2 separate regions of the Mus musculus genome follow, and region 1 is linked to region 2. Evidence: chromatin contacts called from public HiChIP or PLAC-seq data. All regions are on one chromosome and are shown on one strand. Each heading gives the region's core, a stretch centred on a gene start, on an enhancer-like site or on the middle of the called end of the contact. The rest is flanking DNA. Distances are from core to core; before and after follow the strand shown.

Region 1 (4,142 bases), core at 1,064-3,563, 1.2 Mb before region 2:
GGACCCTTAGCCCCAACAACTTAGGTCACTTTGCTGTTGAGTGAGTGGCACTGAGTTCTTGGGTAGACTCCTGCCTTGAAACATGGAGGGCTAGCCCAGTACCATTAACCCTTGGGATACGGGGACAGCTCAGTAAAGCTGTTGATTTTGGAAGGAGTTGAAAAAGCAAGCCCCACCTAGGGGCAAGTTATGTGGAGTCAGGGAGACAGAGCCACAAGTAAGATGCAGATCTGAGTTCAAATCCTACATTTGCCACTTACTAGTACAACCTGCTGGCCATTGCCCAAGTCACCAAAACCAAATAAGAGAAAAAAATACCCATTGATACAGTGTTGGAGAGGAAATGAGATCCTATATGGAAATGATGGGGGGGGCACCCCACGAAAGTCAATGTTTGGAGTGGATGTGAGGGCCCTATTGTAGTCACAGTCTGTATCTACAGATCCAGCTCTGTGGGTTAAGACAACTGTGGATGTAATCACTGAGGCACTATAACAGCTGTACCTAGCATGTATAGACATTGTCTTTGCCATTCTTCCCTGGACAAGGCAGCAACACTATTTATCATGTTAGGGATTGTAAGTCACCTAGCGATGGCACGGAGGACACAGCAGGATGTGAGCATGCTCTGTGCAGGCACCGTGCCACTGAACATAGAGAACTGAGTGTCCAGGGTTGTTCCTATCCATGTGCCTCTGGAGCCAGTGTCTCCCACCCTGGGTTCACAGGTAGAAGCTGTTCTGTTGTCCACACTGGGGTCAGCTGAGGTCCGGGCTTGGTGACAGGATTGTGATGGAGCAGTTGATAATGGCATACATATTCCAGGCGCTTCTCTGGGATCATAGATTGACAGGGGCTGTCTTGTCCTTATGAGGACTTCAGAGCTACATATCCCATTGCCCTCCCAGCCCCATGCCACAGGGGACAGCACCCAGCAAGAGCACTGGGAAGCATGATGCTCGTTTCTGCTCCAGAGGAGGAAGAGTCTGGTTTAGTTTCTTCTTTCTATTCTTATTTCAGAAGGAAGGTTTGAAATAAGGGGCTGTCAGCTTTGGGAGGTGGGGCAGAGAAAGGGTCCAGGGTGGTCCTGTTATTCAGAGCAGAAGGTACTGCCAGGTTTCCCTGAGGATAGGGAAGGAAGGGAAGGGTGCATTAAGGGAGAGTAATTGTTAGTAGTCGTGCCATTACTACAAATAAACTGTTCAGTTCTCCTCTGCGCCCAGCAGTTTGTGGACTATAAACTCATTTTATTCGCATTTAGGGGGAACTCATAATCTAGCTGCGGAAACAAGCTATGGCACCGCAGCGTAGCGGGAGACAGGGTATCATTAAGTGTTCAACAGCAGAGCAAAGCTGGGGAACTTTCCTGCTAGCCAATGAGATCTCAGCTCACTGGGAGAGACTGGTGGCTCCCTCTGCCTTCCCTGTGATTGCTCCTCAGCCCGCCCATCCTCACCTGCAGCTTAAGTCCCTGCCTCCTTCCATAGAACCCAGCCCTGTGGACTGACTCTTGGACCCCTCTGCTTGTCTGAATTTGCCCTCCCAGCCACTCTGTCTTTAGTCTCTCGTTATGTCAAAGACAGTGATTCCCATCACGGCTTCCCAAATGAACCTCAGTAGAAATGGCGGGGAGCAAAATTGTGGTGTGTAAGATGCACTCATGTGTGCTCCAGGCATACTAGTGGACTCAGTTTCCTGGTTGGAGCTTGCGTATAGGGAGCAGAGAAAGAATGTTGCACGATGTGGCTGGATTCCATCCTCAGGCGTGGGTTTCCTCTCTCTCCATTTTGCCATTGTGGAAACTGTGTCTTGGAGCAGTTATGTGGTTGGGCCACATTGCTAGTTCTGAAGCACCAAAACTGGGATCCAAGATCTCCGGTCCCAGTCCTAGTGTAGGAATTTGAAGCCAGGCATGCTTTGGGGACACATGCTTTGGAGACTCCCGGCCCAGATACAGATCTGAACTGAATGTCCTCTAGCTGAGTGCCCTTGGTCAAGTCATTTCCCCCTCTGAACTTCCATTTCTTCTTGGAGACGGGGAGAAGGGAAGACAGTACCTTCTGCAGAGGGTAATGCTTGGTGGAGGGAGGACCCGGCTGAGGATGGGGCTCCCTGGTGGGGGGTGGGGGTGGAGTGTCAGTCAGTGAGGCTGGGGCAAGGTTGCACTCCTGCCCTGAGGACTGTTCCCAGACCAGGATGACTAATGCAGGACAAACAAAACAAACTCTGACATCACTCCCCCACCCACCCAGTGTGCCAACCTGGACGGGGTCTGCAGGGCCACCCAGGCAGCTTCCTTCGGGCGTTTGTGAGAAGCACCTGTCAGTGGGAGGGACCTTCCCACGCCCTCCTGAACAATGTTGGGAGCATGACTCAGTCCAGCAGTCCAGAGAAGCTGTTTCAGATTCCACCCAGTTAGCAGGAGCCCTGCTGTCCGGGGAGCAGGGTGTTTATTATAAACCCAGCTTCGGATGCAATTCCCAGACGCCCTCCGGGTTCATGCTATCACCCAATGCATCCAGTCTTGAAAAGGCTGTGTGTTTCCTTCCTTTTGCACAGTCCAGTTAAGCCAGAACCCAACCAGGGTTGCTGGACAAGGGGGTTATTCCCAGAAGTGAATTCTCAGCAACTGTAGGCAAAGCCCTTTGTTCCAACCCTGGTCCTTGAATCTGGAAGATGCAGGTGTTGGGTTGAGGTCTAATCCTCCTTCTACATATGTAGCCAGGGAGACTTCCTGGTTACAAATAGGAAGTGGAATGAGGACCTGAAGGACCGTAGTTCCTGCCTGTCAATCAAACACTCTTCCTTCAAGGAAAAAGGTGGAGCTAGAAGGCAGGAGGACCGATGTGCTGGCTCTGACACTTGCAGATGTGGGTGTTCATCTTTCCCATTCACTGCCCTATGGCTTTCAGGAAGGGGTTTAGACACAGAGATGCTAATACTACTCATTTTCACTAATTCTACGCACAGCCTTTAGTGTACACCATTGGCATTTGAAATGCATAGCCCATCACCAGCCTTTAACCTGGGCTGTGATGGAAGCCACTGTCACCTTCTCCACTTTACAGCTGACAACAGGAGTCACACAGAGGAATCTGTGGCTTGTTCCAGGTCACCAGTCTAGGAAGTGGCAATGTTGGGATTTGAGCCCAGGTGACATGGCTCAAGTCTATTTATAGTCTTAACTGGCCACCCCCACACCCTTATCTGAGGTTGGTGTTGGGACTGACAACTGCTAAGTGTGGGAGTCGAGAGGCTCCAGTACCCATCAGATGGCTAAGTGCCCAGATGCTCCTACCCATGAGCGGTGACCTATGCTTATGCGGATCCTCTCTTCCTTGTTTCCGCAGGGAATCAAGCTTGAAGAGCAGAGGCCAGGACCCCAGAAGAACAAGGTGGGATAGGCAGTAGAGGGGCCAGTGTAGGAAGAGGGCAGGAGGATCAGGGAGCGTGTTGGACTCTCCTCGTATGCACACCAACTCCGCTTTGTACTAGGAGCCAATTAATGACTGAACTCTTGTTACACTCATGTCTGGTGGGTGGCCAAGGGACCCTGGCTCGGTGTCTTAGGGCTGCTTCCCATCAGGCTAGTGGAGACCTCAGGTGAGACCGAAGGATCGGAGGCCCGGATTGGCTCCTTCCTGTTCTTTCTGTGCACCTACACGGTGTTGAGGGTTGCTAGGCTCTGGATTCTGATGGGCCACCAGGTCTTAGCTTCAAGTTCTGTGTCTACAGCCTAGTCAACTTGAAGAGGATGTGGGGAGGGACAGAGAGGAGAGGGACTAGGATATTTTTTTTTTTTGTCTTTTGTTGGGTGGTTAAGGATGACCTCAATCTTGATCTGCCCCCAGAGTGCTGAGATTGTGTGCCGACTCGCCCAGCTCTCTTTCTGTCTTAGCCCCATGGGATGACAAGCTAGTGTCTTGGCGGTGACCAGGGCCTCCCTTTTGTGTGCTACATCTTTTGTTGGCTGGGTTTGCCTTCAGGTCTACTGTTCAGTGGGCACGGGATGCTGAGTCCTTCAAGTTGTGGCCAGAAGTTTCTCTGACTCAGCTTCCCTTGAAATCCTGGTGCATCTTACTAGGTCCCCCTAACTCATCCCTTCACTAGACCTGGGTGAGCAAATGCAAGCAGAAGTGGGA
Region 2 (3,733 bases), core at 38-2,537:
CTCTGCCCAAATGAGAGGGTAAAGAGATTTCTGCAACACAACTCCACATTGGGCAATCCTAAAGTGATGAACAGCAGCCAAAAAACATCAAGACTTAGAGTCAAGGCCCCACCAGGGCATAGAAGAAAATGCCAAGGGAGACATGGTGACACTGGGCTTCAAATAAGAACTTTGGCATGACCTAAAGTTCCAGGGAGCTCTTAAGGAAGACTCAGTTACCACTGCCTGTTGAGATCTGGACTAATTGGCTAGGAAGTAGAGACACCCAGTTTGGGAACTGTTGACCTAGCCAGTTCCAGGGTCTCCAGAGGTAGCTGAGGTTCCCATCACCATCCATCATATTCTAATACCAAGTGTTAGGCCAGAGGGTTTGGAACAAAGGCAAGATGGCCTGGGCCAAGAGATCCCCACCCTTCTCTTCTGATCAGGAGCCCTCGCTTTCAAAAGCCCACACAAAACGCTGGACAAAGCCAGCTCCTAGTTCAGGATTCTCAAAACTGACCACTGGTTCTAAGTCCCACCTACAGGGCCCTAAAATCACAAAATAAGGTTATAATATAACCTTATTTGTACCCCCACCATCACATTGAAGATCTACCCACACCCCTTTAGGAAGCCTTGCCTCAGCCCAGCCTTGTGATTCCACTGACCCCCTCCTGTGAGGTCAGTGAACCTGCCTGAGAGCTACCCACAACGAACTATAAGTTCAGCTCAGTTCGACTTGTTATACCAGTAGAGAAGCCATTCACTGAAGCTCCCACACACTTCCTAGTCCTTCCAGTTCCCACCTTCCTTCCCTGGCCTTTCTCCCCTGAATTCTCCCACATCTTCCTAGCGCAGGCATCTTGGTGAGAAGGGGTCCCCGTTATCTAAAGTATCTGGCTATCATCACTAGAGTTTCTACTGTCACAAAAGTGAGAAAGCAAGTAGTGAATGTGTAAAGTCTAATGCGGCACCCCCCCCCCCCCGCTTCTGTTCCAAATGGCCGCTCTAACTGGACAGCAGTTCACTGAGAGGTACAGGGTAGAGAGCCATAAGGTCCTCGTGCTCACAGATGAGCTCCAGGGAAAGCAGAAATGTTAAACACTCAGGGCTGTCTCCTCAGCAGAGCACATAAATACCTGTTTTCCATCCAGAAGGCTGGGCTGGGTGTTGGTAGCAGCCTTGGTGACCTGTGCTATCAGTAGAGTCAGGCCACACCCAAACTCCCCAGACTATTATGTTTATCCCAGATTCTTCCTCCATAGACCTTTATCTTGAGCATTGTTTCTCAGTCAACAGAACCCATCCCTAAGGGAGCTGCCACTTGTATTTTATAGCTTGGTGACCTCTAGGTTGGCCTAGACCACAGCAGATCCTCCCCTATGCACGTAATCTATAAAACCCATTCTTATGGAAGAGGCCACGTGTTAGTCACACCTTTAGCTTTATTGTGATAACTGTCACCAGGAAACTGTACCCCACCCCATGATCCTGCACTTAAATACATCTAAAATAAACTCCCCAGTGTCAGACTCACCCAACAAAGGCTAACTAAGTAGGAGGATCATGGTAAGCCACTCAGATCACCCACAAAGCCAGCTTTGAGTAGATCTGAGAGTGTTAGCACACCTAACAAATTGAAGGAAAGATAGTGAGCAAGGGTGATAAGGTGACCAGGGAGTCTTTCCAATTGCATTCCTAGGAAAGTCACAGAACTGCAGGGGACCTATGTGAAATTAACAAAGCTCCAGATCAGGGAACTGATATCCAAAAGTGAGCCTATTTTTTTTTCTGTACTAGAGATGGACTCACATGCTAAACAAGTGCTCAACCACCACTAAGCTACATCGCCAGCCCCTGAGTGAGCTTTTGATGAAATAGATTTCCATATCCAATTATAACAGACGATCTTGGACTGGACTGCCATGCTCATGACAACCATAGATGAGCAAAATTCCATTCAGCAGATGTGTTTAGGCCTGAACACATGTGACAGATGTGAGCTACTATAAACCCTAAGAGGCCCGTCATTCACAAGAGGAGCCCTATGAACACCCATCTCTCTGCTTAAGAGACAGCCTTACCTACTACTGTACAGTCAGCAGCCATCCTATAGAGCATGGAATTTCCCCTAAGCTAAAGAGAAAGCAGCTATCCTAGCAGCTGACACAGCTAGAATCAGTAGAACAGAGCATAGGAGAACATTGGGAGACTGGTTGGTTTGAGGGTTGGGTGGTTACCCACAAGTCCTTGGCTGAGATTTAGACATTGCTTGCTGATGATGAGAGTACAGGAGGTTTAGCAGAGATGCCTGCAGTGGGGTTGGAAGTGAGGTGGACACACTTAAGCTTGAGTGCAAGAAGGGAGCATGGACAGAATGCAGAGACACCCTTACACTCACTTACACATGTACACGATTAAGGTGTACTGAAGTATCTTTGAGGGAAGATAACCAAATCCAGGTTCCACAGTATCTTATCCACAATGCCCAGCACACAATCTGAAAACACTGGGCCTAAAAGGGAAACCAGGGCAATGTGGTCCTCTGTCATAAAAAAAAAAAAAAAAAAAAGGAGTTAAGAGACATGGATGCCAAGATAGCCCGGATGTTGGAATTAGCTTTGACAGCTGACTCCAAGGCCTTGTCCTTGCCAGGCTGAGAGTACCACCCCTGAGCCAGTCTACCCCTTAGCTGACAGGAAGTGCAAAGTAACTTATTAATATGTTCAAAGAAATAGAGGAAGAGCTGGAGAGGTGGCTCAGTGGTTAAGAGCACTGACTGCTTTTCCAGAGGTCCTGAGTTCAAATCCCAGTAACCACATGGTGGCTCACAACCATCTGTAATGGGATCTGATGCCCTCTTCTGATGTGTCTGAAGACATCTACAGTATACAGTGTACTCATAAAATAAATAAATCTTTATCTGCAACCCTGTAGGTGCAACAACATTATGAACTAACCAGTACCCCGGAGCTCTTGACTCTAGCTGCATATGTATCAAAAGATGGCCTAGTCGGCCATCACTGGAAAGAGAGGCCCATTGGACACGCAAACTTTATATGCCCCAGTACAGGGGAATGCCAGGGTCAAAAAATGGGAATGGGTGGGTAGGGAAGTGGGGGGGGATGGTATGGGGGACTTTTGGGATAGCATTCTAAATGTAATTGAGGAAAATACGTAATAATAAAAAATATTAAAATAAATAAATAAATAAATCTTTTTAAAAAAAAGAAATAGAGGAAACGTGCTGCTAATATAGGAATGGCTAGAGGACCTCTCAGCAAAGAAATGGAAACTTTGAGCTGGAGAGATGGCTCAATGGTTAAGAGCACTGACCGCTCTTCCAGAGGTCCTGAGTTCAATTCCCAGCAACCATATGGTGGCTCACAGCCATCTGTAATGAGATCCAAAAACTCCTGGTGTGTCTGAAGACAGCAGTGTGTTTATATACACAAAATAAATAAATAAATCTTTAGAAATGGAAACTTCAACAGAAAAACATAGAAACTCTAAAACCAAAAGGCTTAAAGTTTGAAGTTCAAATTTCTCTGGATGGAATTCAGAGCAATTGGGAGCTCACTAAAAAAAAAAAAAGAAAAGAGGAGTCAGTGAATATGAAGGCAGACCAAAAGACATCACATTTGAGAAAGAAAAAAATAATTAAGGACAAAACAAACAAACCCTACAACCTTTCTGGGACACTACTGCATAGCCTGACACCCAGCTTCTGAAACTGTGGACTGTGACCCCA

The links. HiChIP or PLAC-seq counts read pairs in DNA pulled down with a chosen protein or histone mark.
Region 1: an H3K27ac HiChIP or PLAC-seq map of trophoblast stem cells shows a contact between it and region 2, with 9 times the contacts expected there. The contact joins two enhancer-like sites. A contact is called at or near these places in 5 of 39 promoter capture datasets (the 3T3-L1 cell line, cranial neural crest, embryonic stem cells and 2 more) and 4 of 115 datasets of contacts at active chromatin or transcription factors (astrocytes, embryonic stem cells, extraembryonic endoderm stem cells and 1 more).

The regions. Positions count from the first base shown.
Region 1 is chr11:74,437,517-74,441,658 of GRCm38.p6, reverse strand. It overlaps Rap1gap2 (RAP1 GTPase activating protein 2), which reads left to right. Exons shown (of 25, transcript NM_001015046.3): 5 at 3,351-3,395. Among named protein-coding and RNA genes, the nearest start is that of Olfr412, 75 kb to the right of the region's middle. Within about 2 kb of position 2,313, at least 37 of the 459 cell types and tissues checked have an H3K27ac peak or open chromatin away from gene starts, as enhancers often do. A contact at or near this core is called in trophoblast stem cells, where this site is marked.
Region 2 is chr11:73,255,190-73,258,922 of GRCm38.p6, reverse strand. All of the region lies in intron 15 of Trpv1 (transient receptor potential cation channel, subfamily V, member 1), which reads right to left. Among named protein-coding and RNA genes, the nearest start is that of Trpv3, 10 kb to the left of the region's middle. Within about 2 kb of position 1,287, at least 12 of the 459 cell types and tissues checked have an H3K27ac peak or open chromatin away from gene starts, as enhancers often do. A contact at or near this core is called in trophoblast stem cells, where this site is marked.